6 separate regions of the Mus musculus genome follow, and regions 1, 2, 3, 5 and 6 are each linked to region 4. A link is a contact called in public Hi-C and promoter capture Hi-C data. All regions are on one chromosome and are shown on one strand. The core of a region is the stretch at or near the end of the contact, and the rest is flanking DNA. Distances in the headings are between cores, read along the strand shown.

Region 1 (3,927 bases), core at 1,394-3,893, 1.9 Mb before region 4:
ATTAAAACCCTGTAGTCAGGAAGCATCTTTATTGACAAGAATAAAGGTTAACTCCTAGTGGGTATCAGGCCTTGAGGTAATTTTGGTCGCACTGACAGAGTAGGGTGTGACTAAGTACTTCACACTGTTTTGTTCTCAACTGGCTTTAACTAAATTCTTTCTTGAACCTCAGATACGACATGCTAAAACTTCAGACACCAAATTCTTTGGGACCTTAGAGAATCTGGGAAAGAAGTAGGGTTGGCAACGAAAGAGCACCATGGGAAGGGCCTTCTTTGTTAATGGCTGGAAGCAGGAACTCAACTCCACCTCCACTCTCTTACCAGGACTTGAAGACAGCTTCCTCTGTGTTACCTTCTTAGTCCTGATAGTTTTTCTATAGAAGAGAAAGAACAGCAAAAGTGTTGAGGACCCTGCTGACAAGCCTTCTACTTTTATTTTCTTTTGCCAGCTTCCCAAGTACACTAAAATGTCCCTGAAGTGCACTGTTTTCCAGTGACAGGCACTACTGTTGGCAACTATCATGAGTTTAGTTCAACACAACATTCTAAAAAGGGAGTACTATTTCTTTTTTGTTTGGGCTTTTGAGACAAGGTTTCTCTGTGTAACTACCCTGGCTGTCCTGGAACTCCCTCTATAGACTAGGCTGGCTATATAGCCGGCACTCAGAATTCCGCCTGCCACCTCTGAGATTAACCCTGCTCAGAGGAGTACTAGCTCAGGCACCACTGAGATTTAAATAGTAAAGTTCCACAGCTGCCACTGAGCCACTGGGGACAGCACTGGGAAGAGAGGAGGGCTTCTTGGGGGTGGGGGAAGGGCTCTGATATACGCTTTGTCACTCTCTAACCCTAGCCCAAGAGTATGTTAAAGGAAGCAGAAAATGCAGCGTGTATCAAAGGAATTTCCCCAACTCCTTCAGGTCACCTACTCTACCTCAATCTTGGATGTTTGTTTTTTTCTTTTAAAGTCTTCATTCGTTTCCGTCTGTCCTTCCTATCTAGAATTCTTCTGTGCTATTATGAAGATAATGCAGGCTTTTCCAGCTACAAACATAAACGAAATAGGTTAGCAATTTAATTTTACATTTGGTTATCAAGTTCTACAAGATCAAAGCAACAGTATACTTCTCAACTCATTTGATAAAGGGGTTATAGACAATATTAATGCTAGTGATGGCCAATAGTGATTAAATGGTTCCAAGAACCGTTTAGGCACTTAACAATAGGCACACTAATAACCCTTATTTTCAAGTTGAGGAGACTGAGTTAGAGAGATAAACGTCATGGCCAAGGTCAGAATCAGTGATCCTAGGTGAGATTTAATGATTACAAAAGCTGACATCAACTACGGTGTTATAATTTTATCTCATTGCAGTATCTCATTGGAACCGGGTCGGATAGATGGTTAAGAGCACTGACTGTTCTTCCAGAGGTCCTGAGTTCAATTCTTAGCAATCACATGGTGGCTCCTGTAATGGCATCTGATGCCCTCTTATGGTGTATCTGAGGACAGCTATAGTGTACTCATATACATAAAATAAATCTCTTTTTTTGTTTTGTTTTTCGATACAGGGTTTCTCTGTGTAGCCCTGACTGTCCTGGAACTCACTATAAGACCAGGCTGGCCTCGAACTCAGAAATCCGCCTGCCTCTGCCTCCCAAGTGCTGGGATTAAAGGCGTGCGCCACCACTGCCGGGTTTGGACAGCATTTCTTAAAAGACCTCAGTCAATTAGGTCCCTCCAGAGATATACTATACTTCAGTATCCAGAGCCTCAAGTCAAGGCTGGCGATTCTGAATCTCTTCATGAATGTCAGACTTTTCTAACTGCTAACTGCTTACAAGCCATCAAAACTTCACGCTAGCTTTTCCCAACACAGGAGATGCAGTTGCAGAGCTAACATCAGTTTGTTTTCTTACTAAACGTGGATGGGCTGAGATGGGTTGGAACCTTTCCGTGTCCCCACGGGGATCTACTTTACTTCCTAGTATGTTGGCGCTAAACCCGACTGTGTTAAAATAGAAATAAACCTTGAGATTTCAGTTCTTTGCATCGCTGGGACACGACGTTACTTGAGTAGTAGTCTGTGCACACTGGTAGTTATAAGATGGAATCTTCAAAACAGTTGAGGACGGTCGTGGCAAATGCAAGCTGCTCAGTCCGCGATTTCCTAACCCGGCGGATGCTCGCTCGAAACGCTTACCAAGTTGTATCACTGGATAAAAGTGTTGGGTAAATTAAAAATATATTAACGTGTTCGGTCCCGCCGCCGCAAGAATAAACGATTTATTTGGAAAATACGTCAGTGTGGCCACAACCGTCCCCCAAAGGTAACAGTCAGAAGAGGGCTCAAGGAGCATTCCGCGCATGCCAGGGCTCCCTTGCCGGGCGGCTGTGGCGAGGCCAGGCTGGAGGCTGCTTCCGCTGCTCGCTCTCACGGAAGCTACGGGCCACCGCTTTCAGCCCAGGCTGCCCACCCAGCTGTCGCCGAGGGCGCCGCTGTCCCGGAGCTTTAGTCGTTGACACAAGACGTGGTAACTACTTCACGGGCGGCCGCCCCGCGCGGTGACTGCGCCGTCGAAGGAGGCGAGCGTGCTGAGGGGGGATGGGGTCACGCGGACTGTGGCCAAAACGAGGACCGCTAACGGCCGCGCGCCCGCCCCGCCCTCCGCACGTGCGCGCCCTCGCCTCGACGCGCGCGCGCGTGCATGCCCGCCTCTGTCTCCGCCTCCGCCCCCGCCGTTCGGCCGGCGGAAGACCAGCCCCCGGGTTAGGCTCGTCGTGTGATGATGACGTTGTACGTCCGGCGCGGGCGAGTGACGCGGCGCGGCCCGTTGTCTGTGCGGGGCTGAGAAGCCCTAAGGGCGGTGGGCGCTCCCGGTTGGGGGCGGCGCGGGTTTAGCAGGGCCTGGACATGGCGCTGAGAGGCCGCTCCGCGGGAAGATGAATAAGGGCTGGCTGGAGCTGGAGAGTGACCCAGGTACGGAGGGGCCTCGGCGGGCCGGGGGCTGGGGAGGCCGGATGGGCCCCGGACGCACCTGCATGACAAATCCCTCTTCTTGTCGTCCCACCCAGGCCTCTTCACCCTCCTGGTGGAAGATTTCGGTAAGAACCCCGTTACCCACGACCTTCGGTCCCTGGCTGGTGTGGATGTGGGGGTTGGTCCTTGAGTTCTCGCAGCAGAGCCTGGGACTGCCCTGCCGACCTCTCCTTTCCTGATCGTAGGTGTCAAAGGGGTGCAAGTGGAGGAGATCTATGACCTTCAGAGTAAATGCCAGGGGTGAGTGGCTGGGACGCCCCCTTACCTCCGGAGGGCCGAGAAAGGGCAGGGGAATAGTACCCCATTCAAGGGAGGCAGTACTAGAAAACCTGAGCTATATAAAATATCACATAAGAAAGTGTCACTCTTTGTGGGTGCCCTCTTGGACTTTTCTTTTCTTCTCAGTCTTTCCTCAGTGTTTCTCCTTAGAAAGCTGTAGCCCTCCTTTTAACCCTAAGCACTCGTGGAGTACAGTTGAGCTGCCTTTCTGGTTTTGCAGCCGGAACCCTCCGTTGCATAGTGTTGCACCTTTTTTGTAAGTGTACAGTCCATTAATTACATCACCACATGTGCTGTGCCTTTAATCACCACACAACATTTGTCCTGACCATTAGTGGCGCTCTCCTCTAGTCCCAATGCTTGGGAGGCAGAGGCAGGCAGATCTCTGAGTTTGAGTCCAACCTACGCTACTTAGTGAGACCATGTGTCAACAAAACTGAACACAGTTGTCCTGTATTGATTGGTTAGTGTGAGAAGGCCTTTTTTAGGTACCTAAACTCAGAGTCTTGTTTTGGAAATCTATAGAATAGAGGCATAGAGAACCTAACTGCTTCCAAGGGAAGGAACTGGTTTGGGAGTTCACGCACTATACTCATTTTACTAGG
Region 2 (3,810 bases), core at 1,022-3,521, 1.8 Mb before region 4:
CTTTGAAAACTCAGTGATTCTTCCAAACAATTCTAGGCAAGCACTGACATACTCTTTCATTACCTATTCATTTTGTTTTCCCGTGAGTTTTAGAAATATAGGGTCAAAGAACGTACTCCTTTGTCCTTGCTTTCTTTGTTCAGAATAATATTTTTGAGATTCATCATGTTGTCAGTCATGAATCCCATCTTTGTTGTTGAGACATATTTCATTGTATAGATCTATCACGATTTGTTTATCCATGTACCTGTTTGTGAACGTTTTAATTATTTCTAGTTTGTAGTTAGCAAGAATAAAGCTTCATACACTTCTTGGCTTGATTTAACCTTTCAAAGATATATTTGAAGGCATCATCTTACACACCATGGGTATGTATACTTATTAATTACAAAATAAATTTCAATATAAAGCTGCTATGAGCATTCATGGCCTTTTGGTGGAAAAGCACTTTTTAAAAATTTTTTATGTTGAGATTTATATATGTGTATGAACATTTTGCTCCACTGTAGTCTGGTGTGTGACTGGTGTATGTTCTTGGAGATTAGAAGAGGCCATTGAAATTGGAAGTTCAGAGGTTGTGAGCCATTAGGTGGGTGTTGGGAATCCCTCCCCAATCCTGTGCAAGAATACATGCTCTTAACCACTGAGCCATCATTTAAACCTAGGGGAAAAATACTTAGCCGTAAAAGTACTTCCTGCCTTTTAGTTAGATTCATGAACATACTTTTGGAGCTTCATGAAACTTGGGAAATTTGGCAGGTAAGGACCCAGCATGTGTGAGTATAAGCAAATACTTTTCAATTGGTGAACAAACAAACAAATGTGTAACTACCCATCTGCAAGATCATTTGTCTGTCTCATGATTCATTTGTGAGGGGCCATCCAAGACTAAACACTAAGAGCTTCTCTAGGGGATGGTGACATGGAACAAAAGCCCCTTCAGGGGATTGGTATGAAGAAAATCTTATTGCTAAGGCTTGAGATTGTAAGAATGGAGGAAGGGGACGACAGACATTCATAGCTGGCACAAGCAAGGTGGAGGGTCGAGACACACATGATGCTCAGGGATGCTGACCACAGCCTCTTTAGCTGTACACTGACCAGTTTCAGTAGTAACATCCACCCCATTGTGACCTTGATAATGAATATCCTGAACCACCAGCATGAGCATCACTAAGGAGTCTTTCTTGAGCTTGAAGACAGCTGATACCACTCTAGACTGGATCACAATCAATTCAACTCCTTTTCTCTCTCTCCCTGAGACAGGTTTTCTCTGTGTGGCCACACTACTATCCTGTAATGAGCTCTGAAGACCAGGCTGGCCAAGCACTCAGAGATTTGCTTCTTCTGCCTCTGGAGTGGTGGGATTAAAAGCGAGCACCACAGCCAGGCTCACAATCAACTCTTAGCAATATCTCCAGCTGATTTGTGTTCATGTTTGCACGGAGAGTGCTCCACTACAACAGACATATGCCTCCTGGGGTCGTTCAGGGTTTTTGCTGTGTAGATCATGCTGGCCCAGTCCTCTTACCACAGCCTCCAGACTGCTGGCTTACAGGAATGTGTCACCATATGCTGCGTTAATGTTTCTTATGTGTGGGATCATACAGTGTATAATTTTGTCAAGACTTGCTACTTTGACACAGCATGGATTTTGAATCTCATCCAAGTTCTGGCACTTGCCATTAGTTAATTTTCATCACTGCTGAATTCAAACTTTTAAGGGGATAAAAGAAAGCAACCACACTACCATTTACTATGTAATTACAACCTTCAACTTGCCCTAAGATACAAGTCAAAAATACATCATCTGGTTTGTAGACAATTCAAACAATACACTTCGGTGTGCCTTGGGGAGCCGTAGAAGGTCATACTTTAGTTTGTCAAATGAACATTACCAGAGCATCTCAAAAGCACCTCCTAGCCTCATTTCATATCTTTATTTCTAATTAAACCAGTTGGCAATACGAGGTGCTACTGATTGTTTCTTTCCGCCTACCCTTCTCACTTAGCGGACCAAGGGCTCCATAACGCGCATGCTCCTTTCAAGCCATCCCCTGATTCTCTCCAACAACCTCCTGGGCACTGGCACCTTCTTTCTAGCAGGCGGAAGCGGAGCCCTCAGCTTCGCCCTGGCACCTGCTTCCTCTTGTCCAATCCCACTGGACATTGTTCTGGCCCCGCCCACCTACGATCGCCTTGAGCCCCGCCTGCTTCGGCGGGAGCGCTCCCCCTCCCGGCCGGGGTCGACTGCGCCTGCGCAATGCGGCTGATGGGCGGAGCAAGGACGCGAGGGGTGGGGGCGGCCGCGAGGGCTCCGAGCCCGGGCTGCTCGGAGCTCGCAGTCCTCCGGGCGGGTCTGAGGTAGTGGGGCTCCGTCATCTCTTCCGCCGCCCTCGAAAGTAAACTTTGCCACTCCACCCGCGGGGTCCCCAGTTCTCGCCGCAGTGCCTCCGGGCGTCGGGGTTCCGCGTCAGGGCCTGTCTGCCTCCCCCGGCGTGGGGCCTTGGGCGCCATGGACGCGTCGGCGCTGGAGCGGGACGCCGTGCAGTTCGCGCGGCTGGCAGTGCAGCGCGACCACGAAGGCCGCTACTCTGAGGCGGTGTTTTACTACAAGGTGAGGACAAGCACTCGGCTCCGGCCGCGTCACCCGATCGAGTGTTGGCGGAACCCAAGGCGGAGGGGCGGGGTCCTGCTGGGGCTGTCCGGCTTGTCAGGCCGCAGATGCCCGCCGCTTTGCTGCTTGTGGCGGCCGAGGTGGGATGGGGAGTGAACACCCTGTTCGCTGTCTGTTGGCCTTGATGCAACCCTTGATGTGAGGCCAACCTTGGGTAATCCGTCAGAATATGCTAATAGTGCACGTTCCAGGTAGAAAGAAAAAGTAAATTAGGAAAAAAATTCATCGTACTCTAGCATTCGATGTATGTCTCCATGATTGTTTTTCTGAGTGTATGTGTGTATACACGCCTTCTTACCCCCAAACTTGAATCATATCGTTTGTACTATTTTGACATCTCACTTCTGCATTGTACCTAGATAACCTTTGGTTGCTTGCATGTGCTACGTTTACAGCATGTTCTGTATTTGGTTGTGGCTTTCCAGCATTGAAGTAGTGCAGTTAAAATCCTTAGAGCTTTTTTTTAAAAAAAATGTGATACTTGTTTTGGATGATGGGGAGCACAGTTGCTTGTCAAAGGGTATGCACTTCCGCAGTTCATCCTGTGTTCTCCAGTCCTGAAGGTTTGCAAACACACCCCTCCAGTTGTATCGTCATGATATGGGCATCTTTTCCTTGATTATACGGAAGTAGTAAAAATTTCCCCCTTATGCTTACGTGTTATCAGTAAAGCGTGGTTTGCTTTCTGCTAATATTTTACTATTTTTATTTTAAAACCTACCTTATATTTAGACACTTTTGTTTTAGGATCATTCGTTTTAAGTTTCTTAATTTTGATTTTACAATCCTACCTCCCTACCACACCCGAGTGTGTGTGTATGTGTGTGTGTGTATCTGTCTGTGTTGTGTCTGTGTCGGTGTCTCCCTGCCCTGTCGCCCTCGTTCTCGGGGTTCTTGCTATATAGTGGAAGCTATTTTTAAATTTGTCTTCCCCTTACCTTAGCCTTCCCATTGCTGAGATTTACAGGAATGTGCCACCATGCCTGACTACCAGGTGATAGTTCTTTAAAAGAAAATTCTGCTGTAGTTTTGTGAAACAACTTCAGCAAATTCTAAGTCAGCAAACTACTACCATATAGCCTAGTGTGGTGGCACCTACTAATTTGCTTTTAAACCCTCCCACCCCCAGTACA
Region 3 (3,897 bases), core at 882-3,381, 1.4 Mb before region 4:
TGCAAGGTTAAAAAAATTATACTACTTCCTAACTGGAATGTATATAAAGCTGTTGCGTTAAAAGCGGTATCAACTACCTTCCAGATTTAAAATCCTGTGTACATATACAGGTCTTCTCACCTTTCCTCCAAAAACTACTTTGTCTAGCTAATATGCTTTCCCTAGAAATGGAAAACACTAAACTATTGAATCCCACTTCGTTTCTATCATCACTTCTAATGTCTTGAAACATATCAATAAACTGATTTCTAAAAACAAGTGCAATTCCCTTTAAATTAAGAAAAACTCAGTTGTCTTTCAAAAGAACTAGATGAGCCAATTATTTTGTAATACAGTAAGTCTTCCCCAGCAATGCCATCTCATTAACTTACTCATCACGGATTCTCAAGTTTACAGGTAACATTTTAAAAATCAATATCACCACTGAGTGTTAAAGAATATTACACAAAACTGAATCAGTGTTACGACTGCTTCAAAACTGTAGTTACTAAACACTCAAATGCACAGATGCCAATAGATTTTTATTATTTATTCATTTTTTTTTATAAAGTAAGATCTTCTAACAGTCTACCAAATCCCTAACACACACAATGACCAAATCACAAAATACATTTCCAAAAGTGAAGGATTACAACCAAATATTCAGGTACAAAGAGTTACTAGAGTAATAAAGATTAGCTGAAAATCTAGATCTTGAGTTTCATGGTATTAACTACATATGAATTAGATGATCTGGGCTTGAACTCTGCTTGTTATTAACAGATTTTTTTGTTTTTTCCTGACAACTTTGTGCAATGAAAGGTTTTGCTACCTGTGGCTGGTGAGCACTTTTGAAAAGTGTGCTTTTGACTAGCACAACTGAGAAACTGTGCTTTCTTAATTTTAATCAACTCAAAGATTCTATGTGTAGCTAATGGAACATGTTGAACAGTAAAGTTATTCACAGATTTTGAAATACAAACTTATCAACCAGAGTTTTTCAAAGTATCATGCCCTATTGTTAATATCAGCTAAAATTCTGCTGATACCAAATGATACTAAAAGTCAGCATTCAGCCTAAGTAGAATATTCACTTTTTAAGTGAGAATTGACATTAGCTAGACTCAGAACTTAAGTTTTAATTGGTAGAAAATGACATAAAACATTAAGTTTTTCCCTATCGTTTTTGTTAAGCTTGTGCCCACTTTCTGATTGGTTTCCCTTCAAATCTGTTCAGTATCTCCTATTCAGAAAAACAATGGCAAAAGGGGTACTCAAGCATTAATAGGTTCCCGCGACTCCGTAAAATCCACTCGTTACTTTCCCTTTTCTTTAAAAGAGACAAACACTGGGGAGCGTCTGGTAATTCACCTTCTCGCCTTTTTAAAAGGGTAACAAGCGTTCATTCAGACATAGTTGCGATTTCATTGGTAGATACAGAGTTATTTTTCCCAGCCCACAGTGTACTGCAGTCTTCTGAGCACTTCAGGTGTTCTTTGACAAGCTCTTCCTAAGTCAGGAAAACTAAACCAAGATGGTGCAGAATATGCCAAGAGAAAACCAGCCTGGGAATATGCACCGTAACAACCAGTCCCCAGCAGAATCCATCGGCACCGGTGGGTTTGCTTTCGACCGCCACTACCTCTCCGCAGAGACGGTGCGGTGGACCGTGAACCGCCCCGCGAAGCGAACCCGAGGGCAAGGTCGTGACCCCAGGTCACGGCCGCCGCCTGCCCCGCTCCGACTCCGCACCGCAAAGCCACCTGTTAGGCCCGAGCCTCACCTGGCAGGAAAGAGGAGGCGCCTACCCGGCAGCGCGCCGGACGCGAGGGCGGCGAGCGCAGAACCCGCCCCTGTGGCGGCGGCCGCGATCCCCCGGCGGCACGTGGGTTTCTCGGAGCTGGGGCTGCACTGACAGGCGGACGGCCCGCACGGCTGCCGACCCGGGACACCCTCTTCCCTCGCTGCCACCGCGCCGACAGGGCGCCCGGGCGGCCCACGCCGCTGGTCCACCCTCCTCCGACTCCTCGGTGGCGCGATCCCGCCCCGCCGCCCCTCACCTACCTGGTCGCGGAGTTTGAGGAACGCCATGGCGGTCGCCGCTGTTCGGCCACTACCCGCGCCCGGCGGGTAGGTGGCCGGCTACGTTGAAGAGAGCGCGGGCAGGGGGCGGCGCCGCCTCCCCGGCCGCCCGCCGCCGCCGCCGCCGCGAAGAGCCCCGCCGGTCCCGCCTCCTCCAAGGACTCCCGCCCTCTTTCTTCCGTCCTTTCTCTCGCTCTCTCCCTCTAGCTCTCAGCCACCTCCCACACGCAGCCGCCGCCTTCGCCGCCGCCTCACACCCCCTTCCCGAAATACCCCAGCAGCCCCCGCCGCCGCGCCGCTCCAGCCCGCGGCCGCGGCGGCATCCAAACTCCACTCCACAATATTACCACCACCGCCCGCCGCGATTGGCGGCCGCGCGGGGGAGAGGCCAGAGTAAGCCGAGCGCCCATTGGCCACGCCACCGCGCTCGCTCGCTCCCGGGCTCCGCCTCTCCGCGGAGGGAGGGGCGGGGCACAGGAAGCGGCGGCGCGCGGAGCGGGCGGGCCAGGTGGCGGGGCGTCTGGGCGCGCGCCCCGGGCGCGGTGGGCGGAGCCCGGACTGGAGGTGGGGAGGGACGGAAACTGGGTACCGGGTAACGGCCCGGGATGGCACGTGGAGGTGGCGTGCACAAGCTCAGCTCAGTCAGGTGCGGAGAAGGCAGCCGGAGCCGGTGCGAGCCAGGGAGACCTCCGGGCCGATGCTGCTTTCAACAGAGTAGCGAGGGCAGCGGGGAACCGGACTCGCACGTGGAGCGAGAGTGAGAATGTCTCCGCGGGCTTTGGGGGAGACGTGGTCACCGGGGGACTGCTGGCACGCGAGACTGAAGGGTGTGGTCTTCATAGCCTGAACAGGTTGTGACCGCGGAACATTTCTCTCCAAAGCGCCCCTTTCAATCTTGCATGTGTTTTTTTTCCCCCTTTCTTCTTTATCATCAAAAGGGTTTTTGCCTCCCACTTGAAAGAAATCAATTTTTTCAAAAAGATGTGCAGGATTTTCAATAAATAGCATCCTTGGATGGAGAAGAGGAATGACTCCCTCGCCCTGGCACACACACCCACGCCAACCCACAGCTCAGAAAAGGCTTTTCTTTCTTAGGCAGCCGCACACTGTTACCATTCCAGGCTTGTGTGGGAGAAGATTGTTGTTCTCCTGTGTCTGTCAGCCTGGGCGGCTCCAGCCCCTGATTAATAAAAGGTACAGATGGTTAGAACACAAACGTGAGATATCGGGTTGGTTTAAAAAACAAAACCAAACCTCATCTTTTCCCTGCATTGGTGTGTCTCTTGGGACAGACTTTATTTAGAGAATCGATTTGAGCCTAATGGCAGTCTAGAAAAATGGGGATCAGTGCCAGGACTGTCAGTTTATTATAATGCTATTATTAAAAACAACTCTTTAGCCCCATAAGAACAGAAAATATCAAAGTGCAAGATCAAATGCACTAAGAGCCTTCTGATATCTCTTAACATAACTATGCCATAATTCTGCTGAAACAATTGCTTTTCTAAAATTACATTTTTACCATGGTTGGTATTTGCTACTTTAAAATGGAGGAATTCTCATAACTGATGGAAGAGGCTTAGCCAGAAAAAAAAAAATGATTCTTGCTTTGCATTTTCTTCAGTGCCTAATTTCTTTCTGCATCAACTCTGGCCGATGAAATGAGAATTCTGTCACCCCATGTCTCTTTATCAGTGCACTGAAGGTGAATGAATTAGCAGTATGAAAGACTTTGACTTCTCCAAAACAAAGGTGTTATGACAACATTACTAAAATATTTTGTGATTATAATTGTCCATGTGCTACAGCCAATCGAGTTTTGCCTTCCTCGAGGAT
Region 4 (3,421 bases), core at 586-3,085:
AGGCTCTCAGAAAACTATGTTCATGAAATAAATGCTGCACAGAATTGTATATTAACAAATTAAAAGGGTTTCCAGCAATACAAACAAATTTCAAAAACATAGCTTTGAGGCAATTAAGCAAGTCTTCAATAATGTTTAATTCAGGCTGGAGAGATGGTGCAGAGGGTAAAATTGCTCGCTGGGTAAACATGCTGACCTGAGTCCTGTTTCCTAGCTCCCACATAAAGGCTAGCAGAGCAGCACAGATCTACATCTCTGGATCTGGGAGGCAAAGAGAGGCAGATTCCCTGGGCTTACTGGTCAACCAATCTATCCAAAGGGGCATTCAGAGACCTTGTCTCAAAGATAAAGATGTAGAACAGTAGAGTAAGACATCTGATATCAAAGTCTGTCCTCTCCATATGCATGCACAGGTATGTGTACCTGCATACATATGCACACACTCATGCATACAGTATACTCTGTGTGTGTGTGTGTGTGTGTGTGTGTGTGTGCGCGCGCGCGCGCGCCTAACTTCAGGCTAAGTTCAAAAAAGTATAAAATAAAGCCATATATAGTTTGGGTTACCTTTCCGTTGCTGTGATAAAACACCATGACCAAGACAAGTTACAAAAGAAAGCATTTAATCTGTTGCTTACAGGTTCGGAGGATTAGAATCCATGATGTCAGAGCAAAGGAACAGTGGCAGGAACAGCTGAGAGTCTAAAAATCACATCCAAGAGGCAAAGAGAGAGGCCCTCACTAGAAACAAAGGGAGAGGACTTTTGAAACCTCAAAGCCCGCCCCCAGTAACTCACCCTTTCCAACAAGGCCACACCTCCTAACACTTCCCAAACATTTCCACCAATTAGAGACCAAGTATGAAAATATATGAGCCTAAGGAAAGCACTCCCATTCAAACTACCAGACATGTATTAAACAATTTAGAGATAGTGGAGGAATCAGAAATAAAAACAAGGAAACAATAATCCCAAAGCTGGGACAGAGGGTCATTCAGGCTAAACACCTATACACACAAGATAATAAAATAAGGTTTTTTTAAAATTTAATAAAAAAGAAAACTCTTTTAGGCCCATAGGAGGTCAGACCAGACACCAAGGATGTAAAGACAGGAGAATTTTTCCCACACTTGAGCCCACACCCAACTCTCTGGCTAGTCCCCAGCCCCCAGCACACCCTTCACTGCAAGGTACCACACTGACCTCCAAGCCTTCCTGAAGGCTTTTAAGAGCAATTCTCAGAAACCACAGTGCAGGGCTGGGCTCCTTCAGTGTCCTCTCAGCAGATGTGTGCCCTCCCTGTCCATCCTGCACATTCCTCCAACCCACTTTATGTCACCGCACCGGCATCACAGGCCCCATCTGTAACTTGTCTCTTTACTAGTTCATTGGACGTAAGTGGATAGAAATGGAGACAATTATACTTGAAATATTCCCTAGAAAGACAGTACCCAACGCCCAGTCATCACTTCGGAAAGACTGGGACAAAGGATTAGGTTCTTGAAAGCTGGGTTTTGAAGGAGAAAGGGATCAATCCTCAGTGGCCCAGATGCTGCTGTTAATGAGAAACATTGGAATTCAAAGGCTGCGTGTGATAACGCAGGTGAAGAAATGCCACCTTAAGAGACTTCTACTTACCAGATCCTGGGGCAGGCAAGGGTGGGGCCAGCTAAGGGCAAGACCAGGTCTGCCCAGCTGCCCCGAAGGCCAGGGTGGGTGGTCCACCCTTCACAAGCTACACCAGGGCTATGAGAGGAGCGTCTCAGTCAGTGTCCCGTTCTATACCTTGACAGTGGCACAAGCCAGAGTTAGTTTTCCCCAGCTGTGGCAGACTCCTACCTCTCAGCAGAGTCTAAAGAAGGGACTTAACCCGTGGTCAGAGGGTAAGGAATGATCTAGTGCCTGGTCAGCTCAGCAAAACTCACAAGTGACAAGGGTGCTGAGAGGCACTGACCACAAGGACCTCCTTCACCGCTCACTTCCTGCCAATCGTCCCTCCTCTCTGCCACCCCGCATTCAGACTAAGTACTGATGGTCACACATGTGCTCCACAGTTGGCTTTGCAGGAAGCAGCGGGGCAGTCTACCGCAACAAACAGCCCCCACCTGGCTGATCTCTCTTATCCAAGATCAGAAAGACGTACCTGGAGGGTGGTGGTCAAAGCCTGCGGATGTCACATGGTGTGAGTGCTTCTATCCCCAGCCTCCAATGGCTCAGCTCAGGGGAACAGACCAAGACCTGGCCTCGCATGGCAGCCATCAACAACAGTGTTTCATTATGAATCACTTGTGCTGGGTTTCTCTTCATTTCCTGGAGAAAGCAGAAGTGGGAAGTCAGCAGATGCCTGCCCTTCCCATCCTTCCCTCCAAGGAGCCAATGACAGAGCTGCTTCACCAATGACTGGCAGGACAACATGGGTTTCACAAAAGCTCCCCTGAGACTGTGTGTTTGGTGATCAAGCAGAGCCAGGTGGGACCTAGGAACAGAAGGGAAAGTACAGCCTGGTGCCCATGTCTGAATTCCGCCTCTGCTGCTTACTAGCTGTGTGCCCAGCAGGCTGGGGTCCGTATGGCTCCTCGTCCTAACCCTCAGCCTCCCAGTCCTAATTTCAAATCCCTAGGAACTAAATCTAAATGCCTTCCCTTCTCTAAATGGTAAGGTATGGGAGCAGGTGTGTGGAATACCAATATGGAAGAATGGCTCTTTCTAAGACCCCAGCAGAGTTCTTAATGTCTCCACAGGATGGAGAAGACTAGATTGGAGCAGAAGCTTAGAGAAAATCAGAAACGTCTTTGTAGATAAGCCAGGCACAGGGGGGACTGGGGGAGACAAAGCCAAGGGTTAGGGGTTGCAGGAGTGTGAGGCTCAGAAACACACAAAGGAGAAAGTGGGGTGTTCTCCTGATGAGGTGACTTCATTCGTGCAGGTGATGTTCTGCCCAGATGACCCACAGGACAATGTGGGTCAGTAGGGGAAAGGGCAGGGTCCAGGCACTTATAAGAGCAGAGAGGAATCTCTGATTGGATGTTGCAGCCTTGTGCCTTTACAATATGCACATTCCCATAACTCCAGCTTTTCCTATGGGGAAAGTTTCACACTCGGGCTCAGCAAACAACTCAGGCCCAGTGCAGAAGCCACCCACCAGGGGAGCAGAGAGACTCCTTCCACAGGTGGGCATTGCCATGTGGAAGGGAAACACCCTTAGGTTTTCCATGGTCAAAGTCATGAACATCAAAAATAATGTTACCCAATGAACAGTGGGCAAGAAAAGAAACACAGGGAACAACTTGATGGCGACTTAAGCGAATGCTGTATCAGAAACAACAGAAGTCAGAAGACAATGGAGGCTCAGTTGACTTTCCTCTATCCATGATAGAACACTGGCTGGCTTGATCTTGAGCAACTCTTATGCATGAAGCCAC
Region 5 (3,551 bases), core at 676-3,175, 1.7 Mb before region 4:
AGAGAGAAATTAGAAGGGCTGGGCTTTTGTTTTTAGTGTAACTTAGTTTACAACTGGAAGGTCATCCCTGAATGATGCAAGTCGGTTCATTCCTCAAGAAGACAGCTGAGGCTCGGCTAAAAGACAAAAGCCTAAAACCTGTTGTAGGCTGTGTCCTTTTTTTTTTGGACGCCTTTAAAGTCCTACAGATTTATCTTTCTCTGAAAAGTCATTGTTCTTTTTTTTTTTCTTTCAGGTGAACTCATCTGTCATAAACAGTAACTTAACCCAGTCAAAACAGCACCCTTTGCTTTAGGAAAGAACTTTTCGAGGAAATCAGAACAGGACAATACGGCCAGTGCAGCCCAGCCAAAGGCAGACTTCCAGCATTAACTCATCATGGGCTATCTCCCTATAAAGAGATGATTTTTTTTTTTTCTAACTGCGAACTATTTGCCCTGCCTAACTGGGGTGTTGGTTAACTGACTGTAACCCTACCTCTTTTAAACATTTGCAGTCTGACATTTTGTAAGTAGCCAACATGAGTTAACTCATCCTCGTTCAGCTCATCTTTGCTCTGTGAACAAAGGTCTTGCTAACAAAATTCCACACCAAATCCACAAGATTCTGTAATCCAAGCCCAGGGCCCGAATTAACAGAATAACCAATGAGGAGGTTTTCTTACTGATCTTTAGTGTATTGACTTGACAAAATAATTAATTTAAGCCAAACTGATGAATTTAAAGCAGGCTCTTTTTTTTTCTTTATCTGTGCACTTAAAACCAATTATGGATCCAGAAATTGCAAAGTATGTTTAATAGCTATTTTTTAAAAAATGATTTATGGAAAGGGTACAAAACGGGTCATGAAAAGGAATTTGCTTTGTGCTTAGGAAGGTGAAGAGGTTAAGCTGTCACTCCTGGAAATTGTTTTTTAACTCTCTCTCCTGGAAATGGAGGCACAGAAAGCCAGGCATTCTCTGCTTTCCCTGCCTCCACGCGTCGGCTTTGCGCAGCAGCTGTCCCTGGTGGACGTTCACACTGACCTCACAAGGAAAAGGAGGGTTTTAAACAGTCTCAGGCCAAGTGCAACACAGTGCCAACGGTGGCAACGGCAACGACGCCCACCATGTGTTGACAATGAAGAGGACGGCAGCCCAGGCCAGGTGAGGGCTCACGAGGCACCCCACACCGGTGCAGCCCACACTACAGGGGCAAGCGACAGCCACCTTGCCCTGCTCGCCCACCACGATGTCTGCATCCACGCAGGTGGGATAACGCTGCGCTGCAGCCCCGAGGCTGTGCAGTGCTCCAAGCGTGGCGCTGAGGTACCCCGACTCCGCTCGGGGCCCCCGCCCCCTTTTTCCTTTGTTGCAATCCGCCTGAACAGCTGGTCGTGTAGTAGGGACCCTCGGGTTGGGCCGAGGGTCTGCAGGGATCCCCGCAATAATCAGGCCGCGTTCACGCGGGCACCGAAGCCTTCCGCAGGGAGACCGTGAAATGGGGTGTTCCAACCCTTGGTGAAGATCCTGAATTTAGGCAGCCCCCACCCCGCGACCGCGAACACGCGAGGCTGTAAGGCATGTGTCTGCGTTAGATGCCGACTTCCACGGTAGCCCTGGTGGGGTGCGGCTGTGGGCTCCTGTCACGCGTCCTACCTGGATCCGGGGGTCCACCTCTTCCTCCTCCTCCTCCAGGCCCTGTTCCATCCTCTCTTCCTCCTCCTCTTTCTCCTCCACCTCCCGGGCAGGCGGCGGGAGCTCCGCCGGCTCGTCAGAGCGGCTCCGTTTCAGCGCCGTGTCCATGCGGGCAGCCGAACGCGCCGCAGCCGGGTCGCAAAGCGCACGGTGGGATCCGGACGCACCGAGGGCCACCTCGCCGCAGCCGGGTAGGTCTGAGCGCGCAGCGCTGCCACCCCGGGTGCTCCGCCGGCGAGTGCGGAGTGGCAGAGGAAGTGGGCGCGGCTGCCCCCTGTCTGCAGCGGCCCGCAGTACACCGCACCCACTTTGCCCAGGCCGCCGTGATAGCCTGTGTCACCCGACACTCTGTCACAAAAAGCCCAGTGCACTGGAGTCCCGGCCATGGCCACTAGGAGAGGTGCCGCCCAGTGGCTCACCAGCCCGAGCGTGGGCCGCCTTAAGGTAGTTTCCTCCTGCCTCCAGTGAAGCAGATCAAGGCACAGAAGGAAAGTTCGGGTGATTTCCATTCTTCAAAGCTACCTTTGTGTCTATTTGGAGTCACAGAAAAGGGAACTCTACCCTAATCTTGTCTGTACAGCAGACAGAGGATGGCTAGCCAGGTCCAGCCACCGAGTGGACATCATAGCCTGGAGTCTGCTGGGCAAAGCTCGGCAAGCGAAGGCATGAGCTCTTAGGGCTTTCCTGGATATTCTGAATGCACGAAGAGCCCATGGAGCTGGGGGGGGCGGGGGGGGAAATCTATGGATCGGGCGGCTTTTTAAAGAGATTGCCCTGCTTGCTCGTGGCAAAGCTTGCCCAGTGTAGGAACTATGTGGTTCTGCCCAACATCACCAAGCTAGAGCTTGCCTAGCCAACTGGGCATCACAAAAGGGCTAACAGTGGACAGGTTTCTCTGAACGTTTACAGGTGCTAGGGCCACTGTGAGGTCAGGGACTACCTGGTCAGATGCCCTGAGCAAAGTGGATACTTTGTAGAGGGAGTTTGGAGGACAGCTTTGCTTGAGAGAGTTGTTCTCGGAGCCTGTGATCCTGCCTTTTCCCCCACCTCAGAAGCAAAGCAAAGGGGTATCTGTCCTCTTTCTCAACTGGTCAGTCTTCTTCAAAGCCAGTACCAGAGAATCTCACGTGTACCACAGGCCTCCCGTGCTTCAATCTCCCCTCTGGAAAAGCCTGACCCTGTGTTCCCTTCCAACAGTTTCCCGTATTAGGTCTGTCTACTGACTTCCCACTCACTCATTTTGTTTGTTTGAAACAACCTCGGCCCAGGCTGGTGTCAAGCTCTTATCAGCTCAGACTGGCCTCGACCTTCTGATTTTCCAAAGGTAGACTCCCATGTGCTGCATTTTTAATCAGGCACTCCTCCTGTAGAGCTCACTATACAGCTAACACTGTATATATAGTCACACTGCCTCTGGTTCTGAAGCACTGAGATTATAGACACACACACCACCATTTTGGCTTCCTTGGTGGGATGGGGAGGAGACAGAGTTTTCTGTGTAGCCCTGGCTGTCCTAGAACTTGCTCTGTAGACCAGGCTAGCCTGGAGCTTAGAGATCCACCTGGCTGTCTCTAGTGTTGGGATTAAATGCATGTGTCACCACTGCCCGGCTGGTGCACACACACACACCCATCCCCGATGCTGCCACCAAGGTGTACCACACGCACAGAGTGACAAACCCTTTATATTACAAGTTCTCAGACATACAGGAGTAACTCCACCAGGCAGCAGGAAACAGTTTGCTAACTACTCCAAAGGAAGGACCGTTGTTGGGGAGGGTGGCTATGTCAAAATACCACAGTTTCTAAATGGCACCCACTTCTAACTCTGTAGGCCAGAAATCACAGCAAAGTCAGGTTCTGAGGAGGGCCCTCCT
Region 6 (3,575 bases), core at 1,048-3,547, 1.7 Mb before region 4:
AACTCACTTCTATAGCTCTGTGCCTCAATCGTTTTTCCTGCAAACAGGAACAACACGAATGCACTTCAGAGAGTTGCTATGAAGCTTAACTAAGGGAACAGATGCAAAATTCTTAGAAAACAGTACAGCAAATGTTCATTAACTACCAAGCAGCTTCAATCTGTCACTAAAGTGTAGTCTGAATATTTACTATTTCTAACCTTCACATCAGCTTTAACTAAGCAGAAAGCATTAGGGGGCTGGAGAGACGGCTCAGTGGTTAGGAGAACACATGTTCAATTCCCTGCATTCATATGGCCACCTACAACTGCCTGTAATTCCAGTTCTGGTGGCCCTGACACCCTCTTCTGACTTCCACAGACACTAGACATGCATATGGTACATAGATATACATGCAAGCAAAACACCCATATGCATAATAAAATAAACAAATCTAAAAAGAAAACCTTAAAGCTCTGTTTTCTATTAAACAGCCCAGACATTGCTAAACATACTTGAAACAAATCAGAACTCTCCATAGGTACATTCTGACAGACGTCCTAATTTTCTTTAGGGTAGCTCAGTCAGTAAAGTGCTTGCCACACAACCACTAGCACTCAGGTAAAAAACTGGACGTGGTGCCGCACAGTTGGAATCTCATTCTAGGAAGGCTCCCTGGGGATTACTGGCTATCTAGCCCAAGCTAATCTGTGTGCCCCAAGTCTACTGAGAGACCCTGTTTCAAAAAACAAGACAGCTCCTGAGAAACGGCACCTAAGGGTGCCATCTGGGAGCACTCTCTACATGTAACAAAGGACCTCTCTTCTAGGCATCATAAATGAAGATGGCTCGAGCCAGGAGAAACCCCAGCCTACCTCCCTACATGATCTCAACTCCTCAAACTCTCTGGTGGTCCAGTGTCTGTCCTTGAAAAAATTGGTACTGTTTCTTTTATAAAAAAGGTCCCAGTTCTTCTGAGCCTCTTTTTCCAGTTTTTGCTGTTTAAAAGCAGACACCAAAGCTTGGTCTCTTTTCAGTTTCTCCTCTTCTTCAGTGCTAAGAATCCTTGCTTGCAGTCCTTTCCTTTGGAAAGAAGCCATTGTAGTTGCCGGAAACACATTCAATGCTGCTATAGGTCCTCTGTTCTTCAACCATCTGAACAAACGATGCTGAGATTGTAGACACTGGAGTTTCTCTGATGCAGTTTCCCCAGGTGACTTTCCAGCTCCAACAGGATACGATGCTACTTAGGAAAGAGAAAGGGGGGGAGGGGGTTGACTGATTGATTCTGACTAGTGATTCTCTAACAACCTGCCTGCTTCTCTCCCCATCCTGTTCATCTGAGCCAGGGGCTGTCCCTGAAGCCCAGCCTGTCCCTTGAATGTACTTCCTCTTGCCTCATCCTCCCAACTCGGGTGACCAGGGCCTCATCAAGCTAGATCGTTCTTTATTATTTCTAGAGCTTGGATTCTAAACGAGTCCAAGACTCGGGGAGAGGTTCCCGGAGGGCTCTTTAAGGCTCCGGGGTCAATTCACTTAACACTCCCGAGATGCTGACTCTGCCCAACACCCTGCCGGGGTCTGGAGAGGTCATAAAGACCAAGACAGTCTCTACTGCATAGAGCTTACTACACTCAGAGACCAGAACTCTCACGGACCGGACTCCCAATTCAAATCAGATGAGCCAAGTACTACAAGAAATAGGTTTACTTAGGGCAAAGGGACGCATCCACGAGTTGACTGAGAAAATGTGAGAAAAAAAAATTCTCATCAACGTTCAGTGCCCGTGGGAAACGTGACTTCAAAACAACGGCAACAACCGCCCTAACCGAAAGCGGGTAGACGATTGCCTAACAGACACGGGATCGCGGGGGGGCTAAGGAGGTGACGGAGCTGATCCGGAGAGGCCGGGGTTTCTGATCGTACCCATAAACTGAAGGAAGCGTCGTCGGCCAGGAGAACTGAAATCCTCTCATCGCAACCATGGAGCGAAGTAGGGGGAAGGGTGACTGAGGTCCCGAGAACCGTCATCGCTCTCTGAACCCTCGGATAAAGCAGGCCGCTAGGGTCTCGGGCATGTCCAGGGACACTCATACCTACATTCAAACTCGCGTCCACTCAGTTCCCCACGCTCTGAGCTCCCAGGGTCCCCAGCAAAGAACAGGTCAGGGCGCACTCACCCGTCAGTCAAGCCCAGGCGTCGGCAGCAGAATCTTCTAGCTGACCTGGGCTCCTCCTTAGACCAGAAAACTGTGGGCTGCAGCAGTCCCGGAGAACTCTCTCTCCATGGCACTGCCCCCGCTATTTCCGTTGGGGAGACGGAAGTCCCTCCCCAATGCCGGAAGTGCAGCGGCCTTACTTCCGCAGAGTCTCTCGAGACGCGGAGTAGATTGGTTTCCGGCCCCGGGTGGGCGCGGACTTGGTTCAGTGCGCGCTCCGGAGCGGTGTCCCGGGAGCGCGGTCCTGCGGGCCGCTTGCGCGGGGATCCGGGGGGACTGCGGCCGCGCGAGGAGAGCTCCAATCCGGGTGCCGGGCAAGTGCAAGGCCATGAACGGCACGGCGAACCCGCTGCTGGACCGGGAGGAACACTGTCTGCGGCTAGGGGAAAGCTTCGAGAAGCGGCCGCGGGCCTCCTTCCACACGATTCGCTGTGAGTGAGCGCCCCTCCAGGTTCACTTGGGGCTCCCTGGCCGCCACGTGCAAGCCCAGACTCCCCTGGCTAATCCCGGCTCGAAAGCGTCGCTTTCCTTACCTCTCATCCCTTAGCCTCTGGAACTTCGATCTGCTCTTTTACTTTGAAATCTCTTCTCCCAAACCAAACCTCTGATTGCTGCCAACTATTCTTTTACTTTACAGTCTCAAATACCACTTCAGAAAGTCATAGCCCCTTTATTTCAAATTCCCCTTCCCAGCCCTTAAGCCAAACTTTTCTCCTTTAGTAGCGATGCCCATTTCTCCTCCCTTGTGTCCCCGTTCTCTTTGTCGAATTCTTCCATCAGGGCTCTTGCCCTGGAAAAGTCTTCCGTTTGCTACGAGTGTCGTTTACTTCATTCCTTCCCTTGCTCCTTTCCCCTTGCTCTTGGTCTCCTCCACAGCCAGGGAACCTGCATTCTTCGTGCCACCCATAAGGTTTCTTCTTCCTCTCTGCTTATGACACTGATTTTGTTGTTGTTGCTGTTCGAGACAGTCTTACTAGTGATGCTGGCCTAGAAATTACTATATAATTCAGGCCAGCGCTGAACATGCTGCAGTCCTCCTACCTCAGCTTCTGTGGTGCTGAAAATATGGACCTGATCCACCATACCTAGCTAGATTAATGTCACCTACTTCACCTTAACTTCTGGGCCAACTCACTTGTGGGTGAAGAATAAAATTAGAGTTTGTGCATCTGGCATAAATTAAAGCCTGATCTATGTTTGGAAAATGAAGAAGGCAGCATAAGGAATGTGGAAAGAGTCATTATGTTGGGCCCTTTCCTACGTGATTATAGACTCTGAAAGGGGTATTGCCACTGTGTGTCCTGAGTCAGGACATGGCTGACCAAACCAAGCACATCCCTGTGAATCACAGGCGTCGGGTTTCCGGTAGCGTTAGTG

The links. Promoter capture Hi-C pulls out the DNA fragments that hold promoters and counts their contacts. Hi-C and Micro-C count contacts between places; a contact is called where the count stands out from the background.
Region 1: a Hi-C map of B cells shows a contact between it and region 4, with 5 read pairs. The contact joins the promoter of Phf7 here to the promoter of Wdfy4 in region 4. A contact is called at or near these places in 1 of 39 promoter capture datasets (pre-B cells) and 1 of 484 Hi-C or Micro-C datasets (B cells).
Region 2: a promoter capture Hi-C map of pre-B cells shows a contact between it and region 4, with 5 times the contacts expected there. The contact joins the promoter of Capn7 here to the promoter of Wdfy4 in region 4.
Region 3: a promoter capture Hi-C map of pre-B cells shows a contact between it and region 4, with 3 times the contacts expected there. The contact joins the promoter of Ankrd28 here to the promoter of Wdfy4 in region 4.
Region 5: a promoter capture Hi-C map of pre-B cells shows a contact between it and region 4, with 8 times the contacts expected there. The contact joins the promoter of Sh3bp5 here to the promoter of Wdfy4 in region 4. A contact is called at or near these places in 1 of 39 promoter capture datasets (pre-B cells) and 1 of 484 Hi-C or Micro-C datasets (B cells).
Region 6: a contact with region 4 is called in a promoter capture Hi-C map of the C10 cell line, with 5 times the contacts expected there. The contact joins the promoter of Mettl6 here to the promoter of Wdfy4 in region 4. A contact is called at or near these places in 2 of 39 promoter capture datasets (the C10 cell line and pre-B cells).

Annotation. Positions count from the first base shown.
Region 1 is chr14:31,248,672-31,252,598 of GRCm38.p6, forward strand. It overlaps Phf7 (PHD finger protein 7), which reads right to left and starts at 2,644. Exons shown (of 11, transcript NM_027949.2): 1 at 2,034-2,644; 2 at 937-1,046; 3 at 324-376. The coding sequence starts at 977. It overlaps Bap1 (Brca1 associated protein 1), which reads left to right and starts at 2,818. Exons shown (of 17, transcript NM_027088.2): 1 at 2,818-2,983; 2 at 3,079-3,108; 3 at 3,229-3,283. The coding sequence starts at 2,947.
Region 2 is chr14:31,334,367-31,338,176 of GRCm38.p6, forward strand. It overlaps Capn7 (calpain 7), which reads left to right and starts at 2,272. Exons shown (of 21, transcript NM_009796.3): 1 at 2,272-2,617. The coding sequence starts at 2,516.
Region 3 is chr14:31,828,284-31,832,180 of GRCm38.p6, forward strand. It overlaps Ankrd28 (ankyrin repeat domain 28), which reads right to left and starts at 2,132. Exons shown (of 28, transcript NM_001024604.2): 1 at 2,044-2,132. The coding sequence starts at 2,070.
Region 4 is chr14:33,183,231-33,186,651 of GRCm38.p6, forward strand. It overlaps Wdfy4 (WD repeat and FYVE domain containing 4), which reads right to left and starts at 1,836. Exons shown (of 59, transcript NM_001146022.2): 1 at 1,638-1,836.
Region 5 is chr14:31,434,175-31,437,725 of GRCm38.p6, forward strand. Sh3bp5 (SH3-domain binding protein 5 (BTK-associated)) reads right to left here and starts at 1,926. Exons shown (of 9, transcript NM_011894.3): 1 at 1,637-1,926. The coding sequence starts at 1,783. Gm35907 (a long non-coding RNA gene) reads left to right here and starts at 1,060. Exons shown (of 4, transcript XR_383329.4): 1 at 1,060-1,144.
Region 6 is chr14:31,492,743-31,496,317 of GRCm38.p6, forward strand. It overlaps Mettl6 (methyltransferase like 6), which reads right to left and starts at 2,298. Exons shown (of 6, transcript NM_025907.4): 1 at 2,160-2,298; 2 at 855-1,222. The coding sequence starts at 1,079. It overlaps Eaf1 (ELL associated factor 1), which reads left to right and starts at 2,337. Exons shown (of 6, transcript NM_028932.4): 1 at 2,337-2,629. The coding sequence starts at 2,527.